Linked DNA regions of Mus musculus: regions 1, 2, 3, 4 and 5 are each linked to region 6. Evidence: chromatin contacts called from public HiChIP or PLAC-seq and promoter capture Hi-C data. All regions are on one chromosome and are shown on one strand. Each heading gives the region's core, a stretch centred on a gene start, on an enhancer-like site or on the middle of the called end of the contact. The rest is flanking DNA. Distances are from core to core; before and after follow the strand shown. Region 1 holds the start of A930015D03Rik (RIKEN cDNA A930015D03 gene). Region 2 holds the start of Msh5 (mutS homolog 5). Region 3 holds the start of Ier3 (immediate early response 3). Region 4 holds the start of Prrc2a (proline-rich coiled-coil 2A). Region 5 holds the start of Ly6g6d (lymphocyte antigen 6 complex, locus G6D). Region 6 holds the start of Ring1 (ring finger protein 1).

Evidence for each region. Promoter capture Hi-C pulls out the DNA fragments that hold promoters and counts their contacts. HiChIP or PLAC-seq counts read pairs in DNA pulled down with a chosen protein or histone mark. Capture Hi-C pulls out chosen DNA fragments and counts their contacts.
Region 1: a contact with region 6 is called in a FOXA1 HiChIP or PLAC-seq map of pancreatic cancer cells. The contact joins the promoter of A930015D03Rik here to the promoter of Ring1 in region 6. A contact is called at or near these places in 1 of 39 promoter capture datasets (cranial neural crest) and 2 of 115 datasets of contacts at active chromatin or transcription factors (microglia and pancreatic cancer cells).
Region 2: a contact with region 6 is called in a FOXA1 HiChIP or PLAC-seq map of pancreatic cancer cells. The contact joins the promoter of Msh5 here to the promoter of Ring1 in region 6. A contact is called at or near these places in 2 of 39 promoter capture datasets (liver and pre-B cells), 2 of 484 Hi-C or Micro-C datasets (both in embryonic stem cells), 8 of 115 datasets of contacts at active chromatin or transcription factors (astrocytes, craniofacial prominence, embryonic stem cells and 4 more) and 1 of 9 other capture datasets (pancreatic islet).
Region 3: a promoter capture Hi-C map of adipose tissue shows a contact between it and region 6, with 3 times the contacts expected there. The contact joins the promoter of Ier3 here to the promoter of Ring1 in region 6. A contact is called at or near these places in 3 of 39 promoter capture datasets (cranial neural crest, hippocampal neurons and liver), 1 of 484 Hi-C or Micro-C datasets (B cells), 4 of 115 datasets of contacts at active chromatin or transcription factors (astrocytes, embryonic stem cells, forebrain and 1 more) and 2 of 9 other capture datasets (adipose tissue and liver).
Region 4: a promoter capture Hi-C map of liver shows a contact between it and region 6, with 2.8 times the contacts expected there. The contact joins the promoter of Prrc2a here to the promoter of Ring1 in region 6. A contact is called at or near these places in 6 of 39 promoter capture datasets (the 3T3-L1 cell line, hippocampal neurons, liver and 2 more), 1 of 484 Hi-C or Micro-C datasets (cerebellum) and 6 of 115 datasets of contacts at active chromatin or transcription factors (astrocytes, craniofacial prominence, differentiating embryonic stem cells and 3 more).
Region 5: a contact with region 6 is called in a promoter capture Hi-C map of adipose tissue. The contact joins the promoter of Ly6g6d here to the promoter of Ring1 in region 6. A contact is called at or near these places in 5 of 39 promoter capture datasets (the C10 cell line, cranial neural crest, hippocampal neurons and 2 more), 1 of 484 Hi-C or Micro-C datasets (B cells), 3 of 115 datasets of contacts at active chromatin or transcription factors (embryonic forebrain, large pre-B cells and pancreatic cancer cells) and 2 of 9 other capture datasets (adipose tissue and pancreatic islet).

Annotation. Positions count from the first base shown.
Region 1 is chr17:35,992,485-35,996,310 of GRCm38.p6, forward strand. It overlaps A930015D03Rik (RIKEN cDNA A930015D03 gene), which reads left to right and starts at 2,020. Exons shown (of 2, transcript NR_015618.2): 1 at 2,020-2,076.
Region 2 is chr17:35,045,227-35,049,366 of GRCm38.p6, forward strand. It overlaps Msh5 (mutS homolog 5), which reads right to left and starts at 1,519. Exons shown (of 25, transcript NM_001146215.2): 1 at 1,474-1,519; 2 at 1,005-1,161; 3 at 704-827; 4 at 68-148. The coding sequence starts at 1,148. Gm23421 (a small nuclear RNA gene) reads left to right here and starts at 3,992; the gene lies at 3,992-4,095.
Region 3 is chr17:35,820,440-35,824,130 of GRCm38.p6, forward strand. Ier3 (immediate early response 3) reads left to right here and starts at 1,274. Exons shown (of 2, transcript NM_133662.2): 1 at 1,274-1,489; 2 at 1,599-2,472. The coding sequence starts at 1,280. The coding sequence ends at 1,871. It overlaps Flot1 (flotillin 1), which reads left to right and starts at 2,918. Exons shown (of 13, transcript NM_008027.2): 1 at 2,918-3,062; 2 at 3,368-3,424; 3 at 3,688-3,691. The coding sequence starts at 3,382.
Region 4 is chr17:35,162,767-35,166,361 of GRCm38.p6, forward strand. Prrc2a (proline-rich coiled-coil 2A) reads right to left here and starts at 2,111. Exons shown (of 31, transcript NM_020027.3): 1 at 1,969-2,111; 2 at 106-280. The coding sequence starts at 217.
Region 5 is chr17:35,079,298-35,083,066 of GRCm38.p6, forward strand. Ly6g6d (lymphocyte antigen 6 complex, locus G6D) reads right to left here and starts at 1,942. Exons shown (of 5, transcript NM_001371028.1): 1 at 1,763-1,942; 2 at 1,550-1,616; 3 at 1,182-1,409. The coding sequence starts at 1,200. It overlaps Ly6g6f (lymphocyte antigen 6 complex, locus G6F), which reads right to left. Exons shown (of 6, transcript NM_001163192.1): 3 at 3,531-3,769; 4 at 1,763-1,924; 5 at 1,550-1,616; 6 at 1,241-1,409. The coding sequence ends at 1,385.
Region 6 is chr17:34,022,548-34,026,443 of GRCm38.p6, forward strand. Ring1 (ring finger protein 1) reads right to left here and starts at 2,133. Exons shown (of 7, transcript NM_009066.3): 1 at 1,963-2,133; 2 at 1,742-1,871; 3 at 746-906; 4 at 432-647; 5 at 1-138. The coding sequence starts at 1,819. Mir219a-1 (microRNA 219a-1) reads right to left here and starts at 2,545; the gene lies at 2,436-2,545. It overlaps Mir219c (microRNA 219c), which reads left to right and starts at 2,465; the gene lies at 2,465-2,524. It overlaps H2-Ke6 (H2-K region expressed gene 6), which reads right to left. Exons shown (of 9, transcript NM_013543.2): 8 at 3,849-3,896; 9 at 3,486-3,678. The coding sequence ends at 3,662.

The DNA.
Region 1 (3,826 bases), core at 770-3,269, 2.0 Mb after region 6:
CAGTCCCCATTTTAAAGAACGAATCCGTGAAGGTAGGCATGGTGGGACACACCTTTAATTCCAGCACTCGGGAGGCAAAGGCAGTTGAATCTCTGTGAATTTGAGGCCAGCCTTATCTTACAGAGTGAGTTTCAGAACAGCCAGGGCTGTTAAACAGAAATCCTGTCTGGAAACAAAACAGAAAACCCATAGAGCTGGGTGTGGTGGGGCACACCTTTAATTCCAGAGCTTGGAAGGCACAGGCAGATCTCTGAGTTTCAGTCCAGCCAGAGCTCCACCATGAGACCCTGTTGGAAAAAAAAAATAATAAAAATTTAACCCTAGGACTAAAAGGCAGGGAAATAATTGGCTGTAGACCACTGTGTTTGCAACTTGGACATTTATTTGGAAGGGGAAAGTGACCAGAGGGTTTTATAGCCATCCTAGAAGGAAAATGAACCAGAAACAGTGGGGGAAAGACTGTTTGACTGTTTGATAGATGGACAGGCTGTTGGATTGCTTCTCTCTCTCTCTCTCTCTCTCTCTCTCTCTCGTGTGTGTGTGTGTGTGTGTGTGTGTGTGTGTGTGTGTGTGTGTTGGTGATGGAGTTGTAGAGTAAGGGAACAGAGTGTAGCATGGCTCTAGTTTGGCATGTTTGTTATGGGCGATCTCCAGAGACAATATATGCAGACAGTATATGCAAGCACAGCTTGGGGAAGAGATGCTGGCTGGAGACATTGGGCACCATCAGCATAGAGGTGGGAGGAGAGGAATAGGTCATCTTCAGAGTGTAGTGTAAGCTGAGAACCTGTGTAGGAAGAGAGGAGAATTTGCAGGCGTCTTACTTCTTGTCTGGGAAGAGGAGTAAGCCAGTTAGAGAAAACCAGGAATGTAAAGGGGAGGGAGGAGAGAAGGCCCAGAGGAAGACGATGGAGGTTGAAGGTAATTGGGTTGGGGGTGGGGGGTGGGCAGGGTCAGGGTGGCATTGAACATTGTGGTGCAGTGGACCCATTGAAGAGATGAGCTTGAAGGCCCCATATAGCGGATAGAGGTGCAGGCATTGGAATAAGGATGTAATTGTCAAGTAATTTGGCTATGGGGTGGAGAGAAGGCTCAGCAATTTAGGAGCACTTGATTCTCTTCCAGGGTTTCTAGCATTCACACCCAGCAGCTCACAACAGCCTATAACTGGTGGTGACGTTCAGATAGCTGTGCGGCTACAGCTCATCTTTATGTTGAAATATTATGTATCAGTAGGTAGTAAGTAATGAGTAGCTGCAACAGCAGGAAAAACACTTGGAACTCAAGATCCCCACAGCCTTGGGTAAAGGGTCGGTCCACCGCACCTGCGACTCCGCAGTGCCACCTGCTGGTCAAGATGCGTCATGGCTGCGCAGAGGAAACCCTGACGTCGCGCGACGTTCGATGGAGCTGGGCTGTGGTGCACCCCTTTAACCCCAGCTTTTCAGGCTGAGACAAGAGGATTGCTGTGAACAGATAGGCTATCCTGGGCTAAATAACAAGACCTTATCTCATACCACAAATAAAAATTATCTTAGAGCTATTGCGTTGCTGCTGTTTTGAAACCGTTTAGCTTCGTTCTTCTACTCGTAGCAGATTTCAATGGTTGGAAAAAGTCATTTATTTATTTATTTATTTATTTATTTATTTATTTATTTATTTATTTATTTATTTATTTATTTGGTTTTATTTTTTGAGACAGGGTTTCTCTGTGTAGCCCTGGCTGTCTTGGAATTCACTCTGTAGACCAGGCTGGCCTCGAACTCAGACACCAACCTGCCTGCCTAGTGCCGAGTGTTAGGATTAAAGGTGTGTGCCACCACGGCCAGCTCGAGATAATTTCTAATACCATCTGACAGTCCATTCTTTGGGTGAAATGGTCCCCCATAGGTTCAAGTGTTTGAACGGTCGGTCCCCAGCTGCTAGCGGTTTTTGGGGAACCTTTAAGAAGGTGGAGCCTTGATAGCGGAAGTCCCACCCAACGGGTGAAGAAGACGGATGTGTTTCGCCCGTGGGCTTGGCTTTGCGTCTAGTCCGGCGTCGCAGACCGGTTTCGCCATGTCTCTTCCTCAAACGGTAAGCCCACGAAAACCTTTTAAAGTCGCTGTTTGTTTGTTTTGGTCAGAAATGTCGGTTATCAAATCTAGAAAAGCGTACAATCGTCAAGCCTTCGCAACTTGAAGCGCCTACTATAGTATTTTTCATTTTAATTTTCTCGGCTCAACTAAGCTTACTTAGTAGATTTATTCATTCATTTCAGGACAGGTTTTCTCTGTGTAGCCCTGACTTTCCTGGAGCTCGATCTGTTGACTAGGCTGGCCTCGAACCCAGATCTATCTGCCTAGGCCTACGGAGTGCTGGAAATAAAGACCTGCACCACCATGCCCGGCCCTCATTAGATTTTAATTTCCCCAGCTTTATTTATTTAGGTGTAAGTGACAAAAATTGCACACGTTTGAAATATATAACGTGGTGTGTTAAAACACATTGTTTAGGGCCGCGGAGGTTGCTTAATCGGTAAAGAGCTTGCTTTGTAGCACAGGACCTCCGAGGTTGATCATCGGAAATCGCTTTAAAAATGTGAGCGTGGTGGCTTGTTATGAAAACCCAGCTGGGAGGAAGACAGGCCGATCCCCGGGACTACTCGGGACTACTCGGTGAACCGCAGTAGCCTAAGTAGTGAGTCTTAGAGGAAAAAAAAATGGAGGCTGTGTTAGGAAAGATACAGTTGTCCTCTGGTCTCCACTCTTCACACCTTATAAAGGGAATGGTGGTAGGCACGGTGTCTCACTCCTTTAATGCCAGCATTCAGGAGGTGGATTTCTGTGAGGTCAGGATGAATGAGCCATGGAAGAGATTAAGCCAGTTACTCAGAGAACTCGATATTGGTTTTTTTTTTTTTTGGAGGGGGGGGGACTGGGGGGGGGGCGGTCTTGCTATGTAGTAGGGTCTGGCCTGGACTCTGTCTGCCTTTGCCTATTGAACGCTAGGATTAAAGGCATTCGCCACCATGTCTGGTTGAAATGAAGTTCTTGATGTGTTAGAAGTCTAATAAGCAGGGCTGGAGAGAGGGCTCAGCAGGTAAGAGCACCGGCTGCTCTTCCAGAGGACCCAGGTTCAGTGTCCAGCACTGGTGGCTGCATGCAGGCAAAAATATTCATACATTGGATCCTGGGTGGTCACAGGAAACATTGTTTAATGAAAGTTGCTAGCCCAGATCACATTCTTGCTGAGTTGAAATTTGGTGCTGGTAGTTCATAGCATGTCCGTACACAGCAGGGAAAATACAGATGGTATTATCCGCCCGAGAAGATTGCTCAGACATGGGTTTAAGCCACTAGAAAGTCTTTAGTAGCTGGCTGGGGGTGACACTGAGTGTCCAGGCTCCCAGTGTCCCCGAGTCTTTCTCTGAGTGAACTTTTTTTTTATTGTTTTTTTTTTATTAGGTATTTTCCTCGTTTACATTTTCAATGCTATCCCAAAGGTCCCCCATACCCCCCCCCCCCGAGTGAACTTTTAAACACCAAAAACCATGTTCTGGGTTGACATACTTGAGTTAACAAGAACAGTTATCCAGAAGCAGACAGCAATGTTAGTACATTTAGACATTTCCCCAGAACTACAGACTTTGATGGATTAAGTCTTTGTTTTCATTTTGTCCGGGGGATACTGTCTTGGTGCTGAGTTTTACATCCTGAATGGCACTTCCATCATGGAGTCACTTGTGCTAAGGTCTCAGAGGCCTACTGAGTGGTTGTTATTGACTATCTTGTTAATAACAAGACTATTAACAGAGGTGGCTAAGAATTGACGGAGAAGTGTAAGG
Region 2 (4,140 bases), core at 269-2,768, 1.0 Mb after region 6:
CCATGCTCCCTCCCAGCCAAAGATTTAGTAGTCTATTTCCATTTCCCCTTCTCTATGCAATCCTTACCAAGCTTCCCTAGAAATCGAGTCATAGCCTCATCCTGTTTGGCACTTGTGACAACAGACTGGGGGTTGATTTCATCCAGAACTTGAAGAGAGAAGGAAGGTGCCTGATGAGTCGAAGGATATCTCCACTGTGACTAAGAGGAAAGTGGTGGCTCTCTTCCTGCCACTGTCTGTTCTCCTCAAGAATTTATCATCTTAGCCAGGCATGGTGACACATGCCTTTGACCCCAGCCCTTGGGAGGCAGGGGAATCTCCATGAAATCAAAATCTGCCTGATCTACACAATAGGTTTCAGGATAAACCAGAGCCACATAGTACATAGTGAGACCCTGTCTCAAAAAAAAACCAAAACCAAACTAAAGTTATTTTATGTCTGTAAGGGATGGTCTGCACACTGGGAGCGCAGTGGAGGAGACTTAGTAAAGGCACGGTGGGAAGGAACAAGAGTGTCCTGGAAACTATCACTAAAATCATGGTTTGCCAGGGACAAAATCTGTAGCATTTCACATACAGTAGGTACCTAATAAAGTTGTGTTGAATAAGTAATTCCTAAATCAGGTGACTATAAACTACATGAGGATGTATGAGTGAACACACGTCCCACCCCAGAGGAGAGGAATGCAGGGCTCTGTCGCACCTCTCTGGAGAAGCTTTAGGCTCTCGTGGTCTGGGGCATCTGGCATGAAGTGGATAGTGGAGTCACTAGTGTCATAGTAAGCAATGCCCAGGTATCCCGAGCTCCACAGCACGCACAGATGGATCTGTCCCGCGAGGAAGGAAAGGGGATCGATATCTGAATCCCTCGGAAGGGCATGGATTGGTCATCCCTTATTATTAATCATTTAACCAAATCTCGGAGATAGGCACTCATGGGGAGTTTAGTCAACGTGAAACGGGGTCGGCTCAGCCTCTCCCAGCCCTCCCAACTCCGCGGACACCTCGGCGGGCTCCTCCTCGTCCTCTTCCTCGATACCTCCAGGCCCCGCCATTGGGGGCTGAGGGCTGGGGAAGCTGGCTGAGGGGATTCCGGATCTGGGTCCGGGTCCCGGCGGCGTCCGGCCTGGGGTCGCTCTGAAAGCCATGGGCTCGGCGACTCTGAGGACATGGGAGGGGAAGGAGGTCCAAAAGCAGCATTCAGCAGGCGGCTGGTGCGCGGGCTTTCAGGGGACAGGCGCGGGGGCTGCCCCTTTAGGTTGGGAGCAGCTCCGAGCTACTGTCCCACCCTCATTCCTGTCACTCGAAGCCGTGCTTTGGAAGCTCTGACGGAGCGCGCTGTCACGTCAAGTCTCTCCCGCCACCCACGCCCTTACAGCCGCAGCGCGCTCTCCTGACCCACCCCCACCCCCTCCCCCACCCCCACCCCACTGGAGCCGCCAATTCGCAGCACTTTCCCGCCTTTTCCGTCACCTCAGCCGCGACGATCCACCTCCCTGACCAACCGCCGCAAGCCTGCAGCCTGTAGGCGTGGGCCGCGCGCGCTCGCCCCGCCCCCTTAGTGGCTGAAAGGGTCTGCTTAGCCATCCAACGGGAAGGCGGTGAGGACGCTAGATGTCGATTGGTCCGTTTGCATTGGGGGCGGTGCTAGAGTGTTCAAAATTCCCGCCCTCTGCCGTTGCTAAGCAGCCGTGTCGCAGAGCTTTGATTGATGTTGGGCGGAGCCCGCCCTAAACTAAGGTCCCCGCCTGGAAAAAGGGTCTGGGCCACGGTGGAGAAGGCCAGAGCCCGGAGGCCGACCTTAAAGGGCCAGAGGCAGTCTTCCTCCTTCCTGAAGAGTGGAGAGAAGCAACATTAATTCAACCTGTGCCAACAGCAACAACTCCGTTAATATTTGTACCCACTAAGTTAATATTTATAAAAAACTCAGAACAGTGCCCAGCAAACAAAGTAAGCGCTACATGAGTGTTTTAAATAAATAAGTGGAAGTAAGAACTAACTCCTGTTTCAGACCTACTTTGCCTGTTTCCTGATTGCAGGAGATGATCACCAACCACAGGAGCAACACGGGGCTTGATTATTTTGGAACCCCTGAAGAGGAAGTATAAGTATCTGAAAGACACTAAATTCTGAAAGTAGACCTAATTAGAACACATACAACCATACTACAGTCCTCTCACCCCTAAGGACACAGGGTATCTCTGACTGATGATCCATCTGGATGGGAAAGAAGGAGAAGGAAGGAGTTTCTGAGGGAAAGAAAAAAAACCATACTTTACAAAACAATAAACAAACAAACAAAAACTTCAGTGCTGGCTTAGCAGGTAAAAGTACCTTCAATTTTGTACCCAGATTGTCCTCTGTCCTCCATACCTGTGCTGCTTGTACACACACACTCACACTCACACTCACACACCACATAATTTTTTAAAAACTGTCCTAGCTACACTAAACTAAGATCCTGCCTGAGGTTCAGAAATGGCATGAGGTGACCTGGCTCTGCTGATCAGCGACTGGAAAAATCATCTCCAAAGGGGAGCAGGTCTAAGGGCTGGGTTAATGGTTACTCTTGGCAAATTATTGAGCAATGGAGTTATGGAAACCTGGAAGAGGTTATTGGTGACAGCTCTGGGGAGTGGCAGAGAGGGACACACCTTCCATTCTGGGGTATGAAGAGATTAGGGACTGGTTTACCAAGAAGAGGAAGGGATCAGACCCAGGAAGAGAAGGCAGCAGAAGAAAAGAAGAGCTGGAGAAAGAAGAAGTGGGAGCTCAGAGATAAGATGGCAGTCTACATTTTTTTTTTTTTTAATGCAGTCCTGGCTTCAAATCCAGGAGCACTGCTGGGTGATCCCAGGACAGAGCAGCCTGGAAAATAAAGGCAAGATAACGCATTTGTGTGTGCGTAGCAATTCAGGCAGCCACAGTCAATAGTGATGATCAGAGCAGCTGCGGCCATAAAGACAGCCAAGAGAGGCAGCCAAACCTGTTTGAATCTAAAGTTTCTCCCAGCGATCTAACTGTGAGCAGATTGCCCGCTGGCCACTTGCTGACCAGAGGGAAAAAAGGAGGTGTCTGGGAAATAAGGCTTCATGGAAGCCATCTCTCTTATCAGTGGGAAGAGGCTCTGGTGCAGATCTCAAGGGTCAGCATAGAGGGAACATTCTTAGGACTCAGCTGGGGCTCACGCATGAGTCAGTCTACAACTGTCTGCAACGCTGTAGTTCAAAAGCCCAAACACCAAGTATATTCTGCCTTCCTGGGGAGGAGAGAGATAAGCCAGCCCCCCCCCCCGCCCCCCGCGCCCCAGGGAGGAGAAAGCTCTCAGAAGAGGAAGCACAAGAGGAAACCACTAACTAACTGCTGTTCCAGCAAACATGCATCAATTCACCTCAGCCCTCCCTGCCTCTTTCAGTTTCCAGCCCAGTCTTTCCTCTCTGTCTTTCCAAGTCCAGAATATTTTCTTCAAATATGTCTGTATATGTGTGTGTGTGTGTGTGTTAGACTGAGAAGAAAAGAAAGCTAGTCGATAGTAGAGAAATTTAGAGTGTGGAGGTTAGATATTGGCAGACATATTTTAGGTTTTTTTGTTTTTTGTTTTGTTTTTGTTTTTTGTTTTTTCGAGACAGGGTTTCTCTGTATAGCCCTGGCTGTCCTGGAACTTACTTTGTAGACCAGGCTGGCCTCGAACTCAGAAATCTGCCTGCCTCTGCCTCCTGAGTGCTGGGATTAAAGGTGTGCACCACTATGCCTGGTTTTGTTTTTGTTTTTAAAAAAGGTAGAAGTAGTAGGCAGGGCAGTGGTGGCGCATGCCTGTAATCCCAGCACCTGGGAGGCAGAGGTAGTCGGATTTCTGAATTTGAGGCCAGCCTGGTCTACAGAGTGAGTTCCAGGACAGCCTCAACCACACAGAGAAACCCTGTCACTAAAAACCAAAATACACAAACACACACACACACACACACACACACACACACACACACGAGTAGTAGAGCTCTCTTCAGTAGCACTCACACTAAAATTGGAAAGATACAGAGATTAGCATGGCCCCTGCGGAAGGATGTCACGCAAATTTGTAAGGCATTCCATATTTTTATTTGCCTGTGCTTTATCTAAAATCATTTGTATAGGTGGGTAATT
Region 3 (3,691 bases), core at 24-2,523, 1.8 Mb after region 6:
TTTCTCTGTATAGCCCTGGCTGTCCTGGAACTCACTCTGTAGACCAGGCTGGCCTCAAACTCAGAAATCCACCTGCCTCTGCCTCACAAGTGCTGGGATTAAAGGCATGCACCACCACGCCCAGCGATATGTCTCATTTTTACTTTATGCATATGAGTCTTTTGTCTTTGAGTATGTATGTGTACCACATGCATGTAGATGCCTACAGAGATCAAAAAGGGAAAAGGGCATCAGATCTCCTGGGACTGGATGCGAGATGCCACTTGAGTTCTGGAAACTGATTCCAGGTCCTCTGCAAAAGCAGCAGTGTTCTTAAGAACTGTGCCACCAGTGTCTCCCCCCCCCCCCCTTCTATGTTATGGTTTTGGTTTGTTTGTTTGTTTGTCGTTTGAAACTGGAGCTTGCTTTGCTGTGTCTTCCTGCCTCCGCTTGGCAGGCTGGGAAGAGGGCTGAAGTTTCATGTTGTGATGGGTAGTTTCCACCACACTTTCACTCGGACTGTTAGAGGTGCTCAGAAATGTTGACTTCTGTGTTCAGGGAAAGCGGTCTCTCAAGCATTACGGGGATCCCGTGGGTTCCTAATGGTGCTATTGACGACGGGCACAAAGTCTCATAATTTTAGAAACTTCACTTATTTTGTGACCCACCTAGTATGGGGCAAAGGCAGGAGCTTCGGACTTCCTGTCTTCCCTCTATCCCTTTGAATAGCGTCTCGGGAGTGTCCCTAAGTAACCATTGCAGTTTTGTGTCCGTGTGCTCTGTTGAAATCTCTGTGATGTGTGTATGGTTTTCACGTGAACGGAGGCAGGCAGAGCCCGGTCTGTGGGTTCTAGTGTGTTCTTTATCTTCTTGGAAGTTTGTGCAATGACTTCCCTCCTGTTTCCTGCGCATACCTCCAAGTAAGTACGTGAATGTGTTTTCTGTGGTCCCTTGATCTTGCTGGACTTCACTAAGGAGGGTGGCTGGACCATCTGCTACGTGTCTGAGAGCCCCTCTCTAGCTACCTCATGTCCGGACGTGAGCTTACTCCCAATGTTTTTACCCACAAGCATTCACTACTCCCAGGAAAGAACGTGCACTGGGGCACCTAGAGAATAACCAATCAAGGCTCCGCCTACATTTTGCTTCCTCCTTGGAATTTCCAGCCCCTTGCAGCCAACTGCTCCCCAGCTGCGAAGGGCGGAGTTCCCCCCGGCCCGGCCCCTTCTTTGGCTCTATAAGTAGCTCTGCTTTGCGGGGGATTTGCACTCCTCTACACTCTCTGCACAACGTCTAAATTATGTGCCACTCGCGCAACCATCTCCACACCATGACTGGCCTGAGGGCCCCTTCTCCAGCTCCCTCCACCGGCCCGGAACTCCGGCGGGGCTCTGGTCCCGAAATTTTCACCTTCGACCCTCTCCCGGAGCGGGCCGTGGTGTCCACCGCGCGTTTGAACACTTCTCGCGGGCACCGAAAACGCAGCCGAAGGGTGCTCTACCCTCGAGTGGTGAGTATCGCCCGAGTGGGCATCAGGAGGTCGCGTCGCCCTGGAACTTGTAGGTAACAACTAGGCGCAGGGACCTTCGATCTGACGTTTCCCTCTTTTATCTGCTCAGGTCCGGCGCCAGCTACCAACCGAGGAACCCAACATTGCCAAGAGGGTCCTCTTTCTCCTGTTCGCCATCATCTTCTGCCAGATTTTGATGGCTGAAGAGGGTGTGTCGCAGCCCCTGGCTCCGGAGGATGCTACCAGCGCCGTGACACCTGAGCCCATTTCTGCGCCCATTACTGCGCCCCCGGTCCTCGAGCCTTTGAACCTGACCTCGGAGTCCTCGGACTATGCGCTGGATCTTAAAGCTTTTCTCCAGCAACATCCGGCGGCCTTCTAAACGCGATGGGTCACAGTCCGAAGAAACAAAGGCACCATGGATGGGTACCTGGTGCGAGAGAACGTATCCCAAACTGGGATTTCTAAGGCAACGCTAACTCAGAACACTACCGCCAAGAGACACCGCGGGTCCTGGCTAGGCCCACTGGGGACGGACAGAGACTTTCTCCGTGTCTAATTAATATTTATGTATTTATGTATATCCTCCTAGGTGAAGGAGGGGTGTATGTAATATTTATTCTAACTTATGCAGGGGTGCGAGATATGCCTCCCTGCTGTAACACAGATATTTATTACGATTTATAGGGTCGGTAAGACAGAGTTGTGGGAGGGAGGACCCGGGTGGTAGGACTCCCAGCTTGGGGATTAGTCTGGGGGGGGTGTAATAAGATTAGGGGTAACACTCCGTCTTCCAGCACTTCAACTCTGTAGTCTGTTGTAAGGCTTTGGAAGACCCTTGGGAATCCGGCCTTTGATGTCTTCTGGTTGCTTCTCAGGGGCAGCTGCAGGAGTCTTGGGTCCATGGATTGTCAGAGGGCGGCTGTCTGGGGTCGCCTAGTATGTATGTTCTGTGAACACGAATAAACTTGATTTGCCTGTCATTATTATCTGCAGTTCTCGAAGTGTATCATTCAAGCGGGGGGGAGGGGGGAGTGGCGGGAGGATGTGACTAGGTGCCCAGTCCTCACCCTTTCTTGGGTCCTGAACTCTTTCTTGGAGTTACAGACCTATATCCGGTCACCGGATGCAGTCATACATTGCTGGGTGTGCGGTTTTCCCAGTTAGAGAGTGGTGTGGCAACCTGCTTACTCATGGCAGGCGGCGGGTATTCAGGAACCAGAGTGGAAGGGCGTGGCCTCGGTTGGGGGCGGAGCTTCCACGCCAATGCTTCGAGCGGGGGGGGGGGGGGGTTGGTTGTTGGTGGGGGGGAGAATGTCTGGCATCCCCCTGGGCTGCCGAGAACTGTAGTGCTGCGGACCCGAGCGGAGCCTGCCGGGAAAGGGGCGGACCGAGGGGTTGGGAGGGGGCGGGGTCGCGTCTGTTGCTGCAACAGGGTGCGGCCGGGTGGGGGGCGCAAGTGCAGCTTCCACTAAGCCGGGTGTCCGAGCAGTCCCCACCCCGTTCTGGGGTTCTGCGGGCCTCCGCGCTTCTCAAGACCCCGGTGGGGTTGCTTACGGGGACGTTCCGGAAGGTGAGTGGGGATGGGAGGCGGAGCCTTGGGCTACTGAAGAGCCTGGAGGCTGCGGAACTGCTGCAGACCCCTGGGCGCGGGAGAGCTTTGTGTGGTAGAGGGGCTAGGGGGCGCGGTGAGAGGAAGACTGTGAGAATCAACTGGCACAGAGGAAGAAGTCCGGGGGGGGGGTGTCTTAGGACTGTCACAGGGGCGCTCAAGGGACTGGGCGGTGGCAGAGGCAGTTGGTGCTCCTGATAGGAGGGTAAGGAGGTGCCACAGGGCCCCTTCCCCTTTGCAAAGGCTTCCTCTCTATTCCTCTCCAGCTGCAGCTTCAACCATGTTTTTCACTTGTGGCCCAAATGAGGCCATGGTGGTCTCCGGTAAGTCTCCTCCCAGCCAGTGACACCCACCCCACGCCCTCCCTTAAACCTGACCTATGCCCCCTCCTGTCCGCACCAGCTTCCCAGCCCTTACGTTCTGCCTGCGACGGCCACAAACCACCTGTGATTCCCAGCCTCCAAAGCATAGAATTCTCCCCACCCCCACCCCCACCCCAGCATCCAGATTCTCCTCATGGGCGTTCCACCTTTTACCCCAATGGTCTTCAGCTTTGCCACGGTCACATTATGCCCCCACAATACAGGGTT
Region 4 (3,595 bases), core at 861-3,360, 1.1 Mb after region 6:
TCATCTGGTCTGTTAGTTGCCTTTGTTGGAGAGCTCTAAAGCCTATATCCCACACATGCTCAGCCTGCAAATATCAGGAACGTCTTTACAGGACAGGACCCTCACCAGCGGGTTTCTGGATCTCTAAGGACTTGCCCTTATACGTATCAAACAGGTTGAGCGAGGAATACTTCTTTCCATCCTTCCCCTTGGCAGTCGGCCCCGAGCGATCGGACATTGCGCTGGAAGCTCATTGAGTACGTTGGGTCCTGCAGGCACCTCCCCCAAAACGAGCCGGTGCCTGTGGGCCAGACAGTAGGCAGTTCAGGTTCTGCCCCTTTCAGACAAAAGCTTAGAAGCTCTCTGCATTCTCTTTAGGGCCCAAATACTTGGTTCTCTGGCTTGTGTAAAACACTACAGTCTCTTAAGCAACCACCATCCACTTGGCTTCCACAGCCCCCTTCCCCCTGACATATCCCAACAAAGAAAACCAAGTAGCAACCTAGTATCTTACCCATCTATCCTTTGTGCCATTTAGAAATGGCAACTAATCTTACACTCCTCCAAAATAATTTCAGAGACATACGATTAAATTGAACAACCAAGTCAAAGCCCCAGAGAAAACCAGAATGAGGTACACAACTCTATCGAGCAAGTACAAGAACTTCAGATTGTCAACCTATTAGACACCAGCTCCCTAATCACGCCCCAGGGCCCTGTGTCCCAGGTTTCATTCCCAGCAGCCTTAAGTCCCATCTGGGAGGTTTGAAGGAAGGTATGCTGGGAGCTTAAGGATTTTTATGAGCTTGCTCTCAGACCAGGAGCTGGTGCCAGACTAAGCCTTACTAAACAACAGGGGCTCCACAGAACCCCTGGATGCAAAATATTCCATCTATTCCTTACATAGCCCCCACACAGGCTCTTGGAAACAATTCTGCTGGCAGAAAAAAACAAAAAAACAAAAAACTAGTGGACCCCATGTAAAACTGAGGAAAACCACAGCATGACGGAGCTACCTCGACAACACCCTGTAACCATGGGCCAGGCAGCAGAGGCCAAACCCAGAACCAACTACCATTTTTATCCTCATCCAGTCTCTTCATAAGCAGTCATTTGTTCCCCTAACAGCCCTTACTCCTCAGGCAGGAAAAACTCTACATCTGAATCCATCCTCGAGTGACCGGGCATTCATTTGTGGGTGGGAACAGTGTGAAAAAGAGATGGAAGATAGCAAGAAAGCATGCAGGCCTAGGATGAAAGCCAAAATCGGGGAGAGAACTAACTTTACCACAAGCCAGAGAAAAGAAGACAGGGGTTGCTCTCTAGGCACTTAAGGAAGGCAATCTGAAATCTACCATGAAAGGGGGAGAAAGCAGAAAAACCGTAGAGCAGACAGATTTCAACTGCTAAAGAGAGAATCAAGCAGAAAGCAGGGAGGGAAGCAGGAACGGCTGAGGAAGGCTGACAAGGGGCAGTGTCAGGGGAGCTCAGAAGAAAAGAGGGAAGAGGAGGAGATAGGGCCATGGGGGGAAAAGGGAACGCAGAGGCTTGGGGGACGCAGAAAGGCGAAGATGCTGGCCGAAAGCGGGGCTCCAGAACCAGAGTGACTCGACGCAAAGACCAAGAAAGACCGGGAGCCATAGCGCCGGGTGGCAGCAAGGGCTCCAGAAACACCAAGAGCCCCTCAAAGGGTAGGTCTACAGGCGGCGGAGGGGCCCCGGGCCGGCCGAGGGGCCGAGGGCGCGACGCGAGCAGGAACCGCGGCCTGGAGCGCGGTCGTGCCCTGAGGAGCAGGCTGCTGGGCCGCGGCCGCCCCCAGCCCTCCACAGCGGCCTGGGAGCGGCCGGCGCAGGCCGAGGGGGAGGGGCAGGCCGGCGGCAGGAGGACAAGATGGCGGCGGCTGATGGCAGCTTCTCCCCCGGCCCGCCGCCGCCGCTGCCGCCGCCCCGCGCCGGAAAGGGCGTCAGCGCCCAGCTCGCCCAGACTCACCTAGCCGGGTGCGTGGGGGTCCGGGACCCGGGCTCAAAGGCTTCCCGGGGCGGATGGCGGCGGGGCGGGGGCGGATGGCGGCGGATGGCGCCGCGCTCGGCTCCTCCCGTCTCCCTCGCTCACTCCGCGGCTGGGCTCCGACTAACGGCCCATCCGGGCAACCGCCGCCCCCGGGAACACCCCCCACCTCCCGCCTCCCTCCGCGGCTGGGCACGCCCCCTTATTTGCATAGGGGGCGGAGCCCTTACTCTCCGACCCCTCCGCTCTTCAGGGCTGTCCCTACTTTAAAAAAATAAAGGCAGTGTGTGGAGGATATTTGCATAAAGGGGAGGGACTTACAGACGCTAGGACGCCGGTTGGCTAGGGAGACGTCTTGGCGTCGGCAGTTGAGACGCGTAGACCGGGCGGAATGCGAGGCCGTTGGGGCGCAGAATTTACACGACGGATGGTGGGAGAAAAAGGATGCGCATGCGTAGTTGGTCCGCGGACGGCTGGGAGCCGAGAGACACGCAGGGAAGGGATGCTAGGCCCCGGTCACTCTCAGCGGAGAAGACGGAAAGAACTGCGACGAATGGAAGGGATTAGTTAGTCGAGGGCGGAGTTACATAGACCCTGGAAGAATTTCAGGTCTGGTGTCCATTCGTGAGAGGTAAACGCGTCAGGGAGGCGGGGCTTTCCAGTTATCAAATCACGTCATGCAAATGAAGTGGATAGGCAAGCCAATCAAAGGGTCCAGAGGAGTGTATCATTGACTTTCTTCGAGTAGGCGTTCTTCGAATGGTTCTGGGTATTTGCATAATATATGCAAACAATTTGAACAAAGGCAAGGAATGACCTACTCTTCCAAATTTTAGCAGCGACTAACTACGGCGGATATTTGACATTTAATTTTTATGCTCAATAGTTTTAAAAACTGTTTTTATAATTAATGTTCCTTCAACAATGAGTTTCAGCTTTAAAGGTCGTACTACTTCCCCTCTTTGTTTCTTAGTACTTGACTGTAGAAATCTTTGCCTCTCACCACACTTACACTTACTCAACATTTTCCTGTGAATTTTTATGTATATTGGTGGGTGCTCACTGGCCTTTACAAACCAGAGGTTGACGTCCAGAGGGCTCGCGCAAACACTTTATTTTTTGAGACATTCTTTTCATCTTTCAGTGAATCTTGATACTTGGATGGCTGAGCTCAGATTCCATATGGACTGGCCAAAGAGCTTGAGATCTTTCTATCTCTGCATCCCGGTGCTGAAGTTACAGACAGGAGTGATCTGCCCAGCCTGGACATGAGTACAGGAGGTCCAAACTTAGGTCCTCATGCTTGTTAGCAAGCATTTCATCCGCTGAGCCATTTTCCTAACTCTAGAAACATTTATTTGTTTTTATTTTATTTGTATGCATATCTACATATATGCATATGTACCAAGTGGGTTCCTGGTGCCACCTGGGTTCTTGGTTCCTGTACCAAGAGGAGTTCAGATCTCTTTGAACTGGAATTACTGGTGATTGTGAGTTCCCAGATGTAGGTGTTGGGGATCGAATCCAGGTCCTCTGAAAGAACAGCAAGTGCTGAGCCATCTCTCCAGTGGTCATCAGTAACAGTTTGAAGTACCAGAGACATGCATGG
Region 5 (3,769 bases), core at 692-3,191, 1.1 Mb after region 6:
GTGACCCTGTCTCAAAGGAATAAGGACATCAGATATCTTCTCTATGTGCACTGGTATGTACATGTGTGCACTTGTATGTATACAACACACACACACATATGCACACATACACACATGTACACACGCACACACACACACACACACACACACACACACACACACACACACACACACACACGAATGGACTATAGCTGCTTGGCTGGTTGCGCTGCTGCCACACTTGACCCTCATGGTGCTCCCCAACCCCGGTTTCCACCTGTGTGGCTGTCATCCTCTTCCCTGCCAACACCTGGGCTTCAACTGCTGCAGGTTGAAGGCTGCAGGCAAGATCCAAGAAGCCTGCTCTCTCCTTTGAGAGCCAAGCTTGAAGGAAGAGTCAAAAGGGGCACCTGGCCAAGCGGCTTGTGACGGGTGTGCGTGCGTGTGTGTGTGTGTGTGTGTGTGTGTGTGTGTGTGTGTGTGTGTGTGTGTGGTGAGGGGGTGTGGTCTGGATCCCAGCTGGGTTTCTTTCTGGAGGCTAGAGATTGGTTTTGTTGGGAGCATCGACACCCTCTTTCACTTCCTCTGTTCGGACAGCCTGGAGGTACTCACTCCACTTGGGATGTATCTGCCAACCCTTGGGTATGCTTCCGCTACCCAGGGAGATAGCAAGAGACTGGTTGGTTCGAGGGTCAGAGCTCACAGTGAGTCAGAAATGATAAGCCGCTCGCTCGTGCTGATAGAGAACCACAGAGGATCATGTCAGAGGAGCGTGTGTGCTGGATAAGGACAGCGCCCCAGTGGGGCTGAGGACAGGCATTCCCATTTGGGCTTGGTTTCTGCCTTTCCATAAGAGGAAGAAGACTGGGGCCTGACTAAAGAGGTCTTGTTCCCTCTCAGCTTCTCTTTGTGCGAAGAACACGGGGAGGGGACGTCAGATTTACTCGGAAGCCTGTTAAGTCTTCTGTTTTCTCTGTCTCCCACATCTGCCATTTACGGCTGCTTTTTTCCAGACTCTGCATCTGGGTCTGTCGACATCTCTCTCCCTCATTCCACCCCACACACAGATGACAGATGCCCCACCACTTCTCATGTCTCTGGGCTCGCCTGTCCCTCCTGCCAACAGATCCAGACCCCATAATCCTCCCTCCTCACTCGGAGTCACACTGATGTGCTGGCTGCTTTGAGACAGGAGACCACACCTTTTTTTGTAGGTGACATCACAGAACGATGTTACTGCTTCCTTATGTTGTCCCTGGCCCCTCCAGCTTGGTGGCTCTTGGAAGCCCAGTACGAGTCACACCCTCAGCCACCCCTTGGCCAAAGTTCCAGGGAATCCTTCAGGTGCCAGTGGCTAGAGACACAGGACTGTGGGTCAGGCTTTTCCACGCAGATATCTCCAGGATCACCTGGTCTTGTGGTTAGGTGGGCTATAGAGTTTGCAAAAGCAAAAGGCTGTGTTAAAGCTCCTGGACTTTCTCAGGAACCAGGATCCCCATCTGCAATCCAACCCCAGGTTCCAGGCAACAATCTCCCATGCTCAGCCCCTCTGGGATTTAAGGCTACTTACCTAAGGCGGGCCAAGTGGATGTTCTCATAGACCTGGACTTCAGGCTTGAAATGAGGAACTGAGGGTTCTGGGGAAAGGGAGCCATGTGATGTGAAGTCACCAGATAATTCAGGGGTCTATTCCCTGCCTCCCCTCCCCTAGAGCAGACAGGGTCTAGATGTGAGCCTAACCCTTTACTTCACACCCAAGTTACCTCTCTGGGAAAAGACTCACCTCTGTCCCGAGACCCCTGGGCCCTCCGCCGCCTCCAGAGCACTATGCTGAGGGCTATGATGGTGACCCCTTGGCCTGCTGTGAACAACAGCACCAGTATCCAGGGCACGTCCCAGCTCGGGAGAGTGGCACAAACAGTAGGGGAGGGTTCCGCGGAAGCTGCTGTAACAGCAGAAGAATGACAGGCAGTGCCCCCACACATGCAAATATGCATGCACACATGCAAATCACACACATGGAAAATGAGTTTGCATTTCTCCAGTTCCTTATGCATTCCTCATCCCCTAGGCCTTGCGGAGAACAATGGCCGTTTGCTCCTCTCTCTGACTGATAAATGGGTTATTCTCCATCTGGTAGCGTTCATTCTCAATATAATGGCCTTTTATTTTGTCTAACAATTATAAGCTTTCTGCTTCAACCTTCCCTATCAATAGGCCATTATACCGCAGTATATGTGACCCCTTCTTTGGAAGTCAGCACCCCAGAAATCCCTATGTATTTCCTCTCTGCCATAGAAAAATCCACATAGAATAGATCTGTCTGTGTCTTTCCTCCATTTGTTCTTGAGACAGGGTCTCCTGGAGTCCAGACTGGCCTTGAACTTCTGTGTCAGCCTTCCAAGTTCTGGGACTGAAGGTGTGTACCACTATGCTTGGCTCGTATTCTGGTCTATTTCTTGTCTTTTTTTGGTGGAGGTAGGGAGAGTGAGGGGACTAGACCTCTCTCTATATCCCTGGTTGGCCTAAAATTGGCTATGTAGACCAGGCTGGCCTTGAACTCACACTATTGACTGCCTCTGTCTCCTGAGAGCTAGGATTATAGGCACAGGCCTATTTCTTTTCTTTTGGTGATTTTACTTATTTTTAGAGAAGCAGGGTCACATGTAATGCAGGCTGGCTTTGAACGCACTATATAGCCAAGGCTGTCCTCAAACTTTTTATCCTCCTTCTAATTCCCATGTGCTAACAGGGATGTGCCACCGTGCCCAGCCTATTTCTTTCTTGTGTGTGTGCGAGCATGTGCCTGTGTGTGTGTGTGTGTGTGTATGTGTGTGTGTGTGTTCACGTGAGCGTGGTGGCTAGCAGACAACTGCCAGTGTTTTTCCTCAGGAGATATCCACCTTATTTTTGGAGGTAGATACTGGCCTGGAGTTCATAAAGCAGGCCAGGCTGGCTGGCTCGAGAGCCCTGGGGCCCGTCCGCCTCGACTCTCTAGTGTTGGGACTATAAGTCTGCATCATCATGATTGGCGCTTTGTGTGTGTGTGTGTGTGTGTGTGTGTGTGTGTGTGTGTGTGTCGTGTCTCCTGAGTTCAAACTCGGATTCTCATGTTTGTATTACAAGCATTTTTACTTGGCTGAGCTCTCTCTTCACCCCTAGATTAACCTCTTTCTTTTTTCTTTCCTTCCTTTTTTTTTTTTTTTTTTTTTTTTTTTGGTTTTTTGAAACAGGGTTTCTCTGTATAGTCCTGGCTGTCCAGGAACTCACTCTGTAGACCAGGCTGGCCTCGAACTCAGAAATCCACCTACCTCTGCCTCCCAAGTGCTGGGATTAAAGGCATGTGCCACCACACCTTTCTGGTTTGGAAAACTAGGAAGTTGGTTTAAGCGACTATTCTTTGTGATAGATGTGGTCAATGAGGGAGATGGGGAAGCCTTCCCCTCTAGGAAAGTTACCCCCTAGTTACTGGTGTGATTATTTGTCCTCTTTCCCAACTTTGAGAGAGGGGTTGGAGAGAATTCCTTTCCCCATTCCCTCCCTGATTTTACCTGCCAGGCTAAAGCTGAATCTTTTGTTCTGAGGCAAAAGGCAGCGGATATTCCTTGGCCTACGGGCCCTGGTCTCAGGAAGCCCCTCTGTGGGACACACCAAGAGCAGGGCAGCCCCTTCTCCCCAGAAGTACTGAGCATGTCCTCTCACGGTATTCCTTCCCTCTAGCCAGGTCACAGAGTCCAGACGCCTGGCAGGGACCACAGAGCACAGGAGGGCAGCGCAAGAGGGGCCATCT
Region 6 (3,896 bases), core at 883-3,382:
GGGCCTGGAGCAGAGTCTGGGGCGGAGTCAGAGCTTACATCCTCTCCATCCCCTTCTCCCTCCCCAGGTTCTCCTTCCCCCCCACTCATTGTGGCGGTCTGATCAGATCCAGGCATCGGCCGCCTCACACGCTGGGCCCTGCAGAAACAAACACTCCAGGTTATAAAGAGCAGGATTCAAGCCCTTAGTGTTAAACTTCAGGGGGAGCCCCCCCCAGGCCGTGGCCCTACTAGTGAGGCTTCCTGCTTCTATCTGATGGCTGGAGACACAGGCCTAAAGAGGGCTGGCAGAGGTTAGCTTGTTTGAGAACAGACACTTCCCTCAAATCCCAACGTCAGCTGCACGGTCGCCACCTGGCAGCTCGAATGCAGACTATCAGGCCCGTACTCCAGACAAGACCCATGGGTAACAAGGTCTCTGGTTCTCCACACCTGTGCATGGCCTGCATCCGGAGCCCTTCCTCGATACTGGAGCTCAGCGCCTGCTGGTTGTGCAGGCGGCTGAGGCGGATGAGCACCCGGTCCTGATGGGCCTCGTATTCCTCCCGGCTAGGGTAGATTTTGGAGATCAGGGCGTCGAAGTTGGGGTCCGGCCGTAGGGACCGCTTGGATACCAGCTTTTTCCGGCAGGTAGGGCACTCCTTGTTCCTGGGTGTGGGAGGAAGGGAGCTCTGTAGGGCCAACTCCCATCATGGATGCCCAGGCTGACCCGCCTGGCCCCATGGCAAACATGTCCCTCCTGTTACCCGCTCCGCAGGGCGGTGACGATGCAGTCCGAGCAGAACCTATGCAGGCACTCCTTGGTGGTCATTGTGTTCTTCAGCATGTCCAGGCAGATGGGACACATGAGCTCAGAATGCAGTGACCGAGGCGAAACCGCAATCTCTGTACCATCCATGATGGCTTCCTGGGTCATCAGAAGGTGGCAGTGGGTTGGGGGAAGGGGACTTTAGAGGCAAGCTTTGAGAAAGGTAAGAACCTGGACAGCCATGCTGACCAAACTGATGGGAATTCTGGGATGGAGGAGACCAATGACTTGGAGATTACCAGAACAGAAGGGATGAGGGCCCATTTACAAGGAGTTTTGAAACAGAAAGGCCAGGGTTTGTTGAGAGGACTAGGGCTGGGAATGGCACAGATCTATGGGTTGGAGGATATTTATGCTACAAGACTTCTTCATTTTTTGTTTGCTGTTTTCAAGACAGGGTCTCCATATGCATGTATTCCTGGCAGGCCTCTAAGCAGGCTGACCTCAAACTTAAGAGATCCACCTGTCCTGGCTTCAGGAGTGCTGGGGTTAAAGGCCTTCGCCATCACATCCGGCCTCAACAGGCTTTCTTAAAACTCTAAAGAGCAAGACTACCTAGACTAGAAGTTCAGGGTGTCTGTCAAACAGATTCCGATGTCGTCCCAGCGCACGTGAGTCAGAAAACTGGAGAGGGAATTATATTTAAGCTCGCAGGATGAATATATATATGTGTACATTGACATGTGGCTGTTGAGATGGGACAGGGCCGGGACGGTAAGTTCTGTTTACCGTGCTTCAATTAAAACGGTGATATCTGCTGTACCTCGCTGCCATGGCCACTTTGAGGGGTTAAATCGGATCAAATGAGGTAGGTGTTTTAGTGCTTTGAGAAGATAAAAGGTGATTCAAAGACAGAGTCGGGCCAAGAGTAGTGTGGCAGGGAGGGAGAGGGCTGGTGGGAGGGGGTAAGCTGGGGCTGGAAGATCCCTGTCACCTGCGGGGTCCGGTGCAGCTCATAGAGACTCAGTTCCCACGTTTTGCTGGCATTCTGTGCATTCGCCGGCGTCGTCATGGTGACGGGGCACAGACCCTCCCCCTCCAAGCGGGGCTCCGCTGAGAGAGGTCTGCGGAAGGGGGTGGGGGGAGACGCTGTCGGGGCCGCCCCTCTGCAGACCCCGCCCCCTGACCCTGGGCGTGCGCCCCGCGGCCCCTCACCCAGCTCCGGCCTTCGCGCTGCCCTGCTGCGGGCCTCTCCCCAGGAACCCCGGGGCTCCGCTGCCCTGGTCCGCTCGGTCCGCAGCTGCCACTCACGCCGCAACCCTTGCTGCCACCGCCACCGCCGCCATGGCCTGGGCGCCGAGGCTCGACGTCACTTCCGCCCTCCCTGTATCCCACCCCGCGACGGAGACGTCACCGCCCTCGCGCGCCACGCGCGCCGTGGAACCGGGTTCCCCCTCCCCCGCCGGGCGCGCGGTGAGCCGGCCCGGTGGGTGCTGGTGCATGTGGAGAGCCCGAGGGCGGAGGATCCCCTCCGTGGCGCTGATCCCCAACTTCTCTCAAGCCGGGCCTGAGAACCCCGGAAAGCCGGCCGCAGCTGCACCTCTGCTGCTGGGTGCGCGCCCTGAGATCCTAGGGCTGCGGCGGGGTCCCGGGTGTCCGGGGACCGTCCCGCGCTCCGCCCGGCCTCTCCCCCTCGAGGTTTGGGGGCGGCGGCTCGGGACGTCCAGACGCAACTCTCGGCCGGAGCCAGAGACTCGAGAATTGCGTTTGGACAATCAGGAGCCGCGGCCCGGGACGGGGAGAGAAGCGCATCGGAGGCACCGGGGATAGAGACGCCGCGCGGAAGCGGGGACACCAGATGGGGCGGGCCCCTGGGGGGAGTCGGGGAGCACACGAGTGAATGTCTGGCGTGGGAAAGTAGGCAAAGCCACTCCGGGACTCGGAGTGAAGGAAGCGGACGAGAAGGAGAGAGAAGGAGAAGGAGCAGGGCCATACCGGTTGAGAGCCGGTTCAGAGTCGGGAATAAGGGGCACAGAGGAAGAGACCGTGATGGGTATTCGTCCCCCCCGCCAGCCTGTGCAGCGGCTGCCAGGGGGTGTCCTATCTCTGGGACAAGTTAGCAGTGGGTCCCCTCGCCCCCCAACCCAGTTACCCCCTACTTCCCTGTTCTCTCCTTCAGTCCGTGGCCAGTCCTTATGTGGGCACCAGAGTCGATTAGCAAGGACCCCCTCCCCTTCCTCCTCCTCCCAGCCCCCTCCTTCTGCTCTCCTCCAGCCCCTTTCATCGGCTAGTCCATTCCCCTAATCCTGGCCCCCTCCCCTAATCCCCCCCATCCGACCCCAGGCCGGCTGCAGCTATTGTAAGGTGGAGAGAAGGGAGGGGAAAAGAGAAAGGAGGGGTGGGGGAGGGCCACCTGTTCCAAGACCCCCTTCCAAGGCCAGACTGGACACCAGGATGGGGCCAAGAACAAATCACCCTTGGGGTCCATAAGGAACTCGGGGAATGGGGGTGGGTGACTGGTGCTGCAGAACCAATGAGAGGGGGTGGGGGCAGAATCCCCTCCCTCTGAAAAGACCCAGAGTGTCACGCATACACAGTGACATACACTCTTTCCTCTCACACCCGGCGGCGGGGGTTGCCCTGGGAGACCAGGCAGTGAAAGGGAACAATCCCTGGAAAGGGGAGAGAGGGGGAGGTGGGGAAGGGTCTGAGGGCTTGGACACAAGAAGAACCGGAGGTGGCAGGGAAGAGGATTTGGAATTTATTAGGGTCACAAGCACCCCTGCCTTCCATATTCAGCATGCCTGAGCCACACACTGCCATCTCTTTTGTAGCCTGGGAACTTAGCGTCCTCATCAGCAGGAGGGCCAGGCAGTGGTGGGGGAGTGAGCAGAGTCCGGCTTCCATCAGGCAGTTACATGAAAAGACCTCCTGAGAGGGGCAGAGGCATTGGGACAGGTGCATGGGTGGGGATGTAGGCACCCACTTCTGTCCCTGGTCTAAAGAAGGGATGTCTGCTCTGCAGGCTGCAGGAGCCCCTCACTTTCTCATTACAACCTGGGTTCTGTTTTCCTGTCCTCCTCCCCATGAAGGCCTCATACCACTGACTTCCACGGAGGCCCCTGTGATGTATCCACTGTCTTCAGATG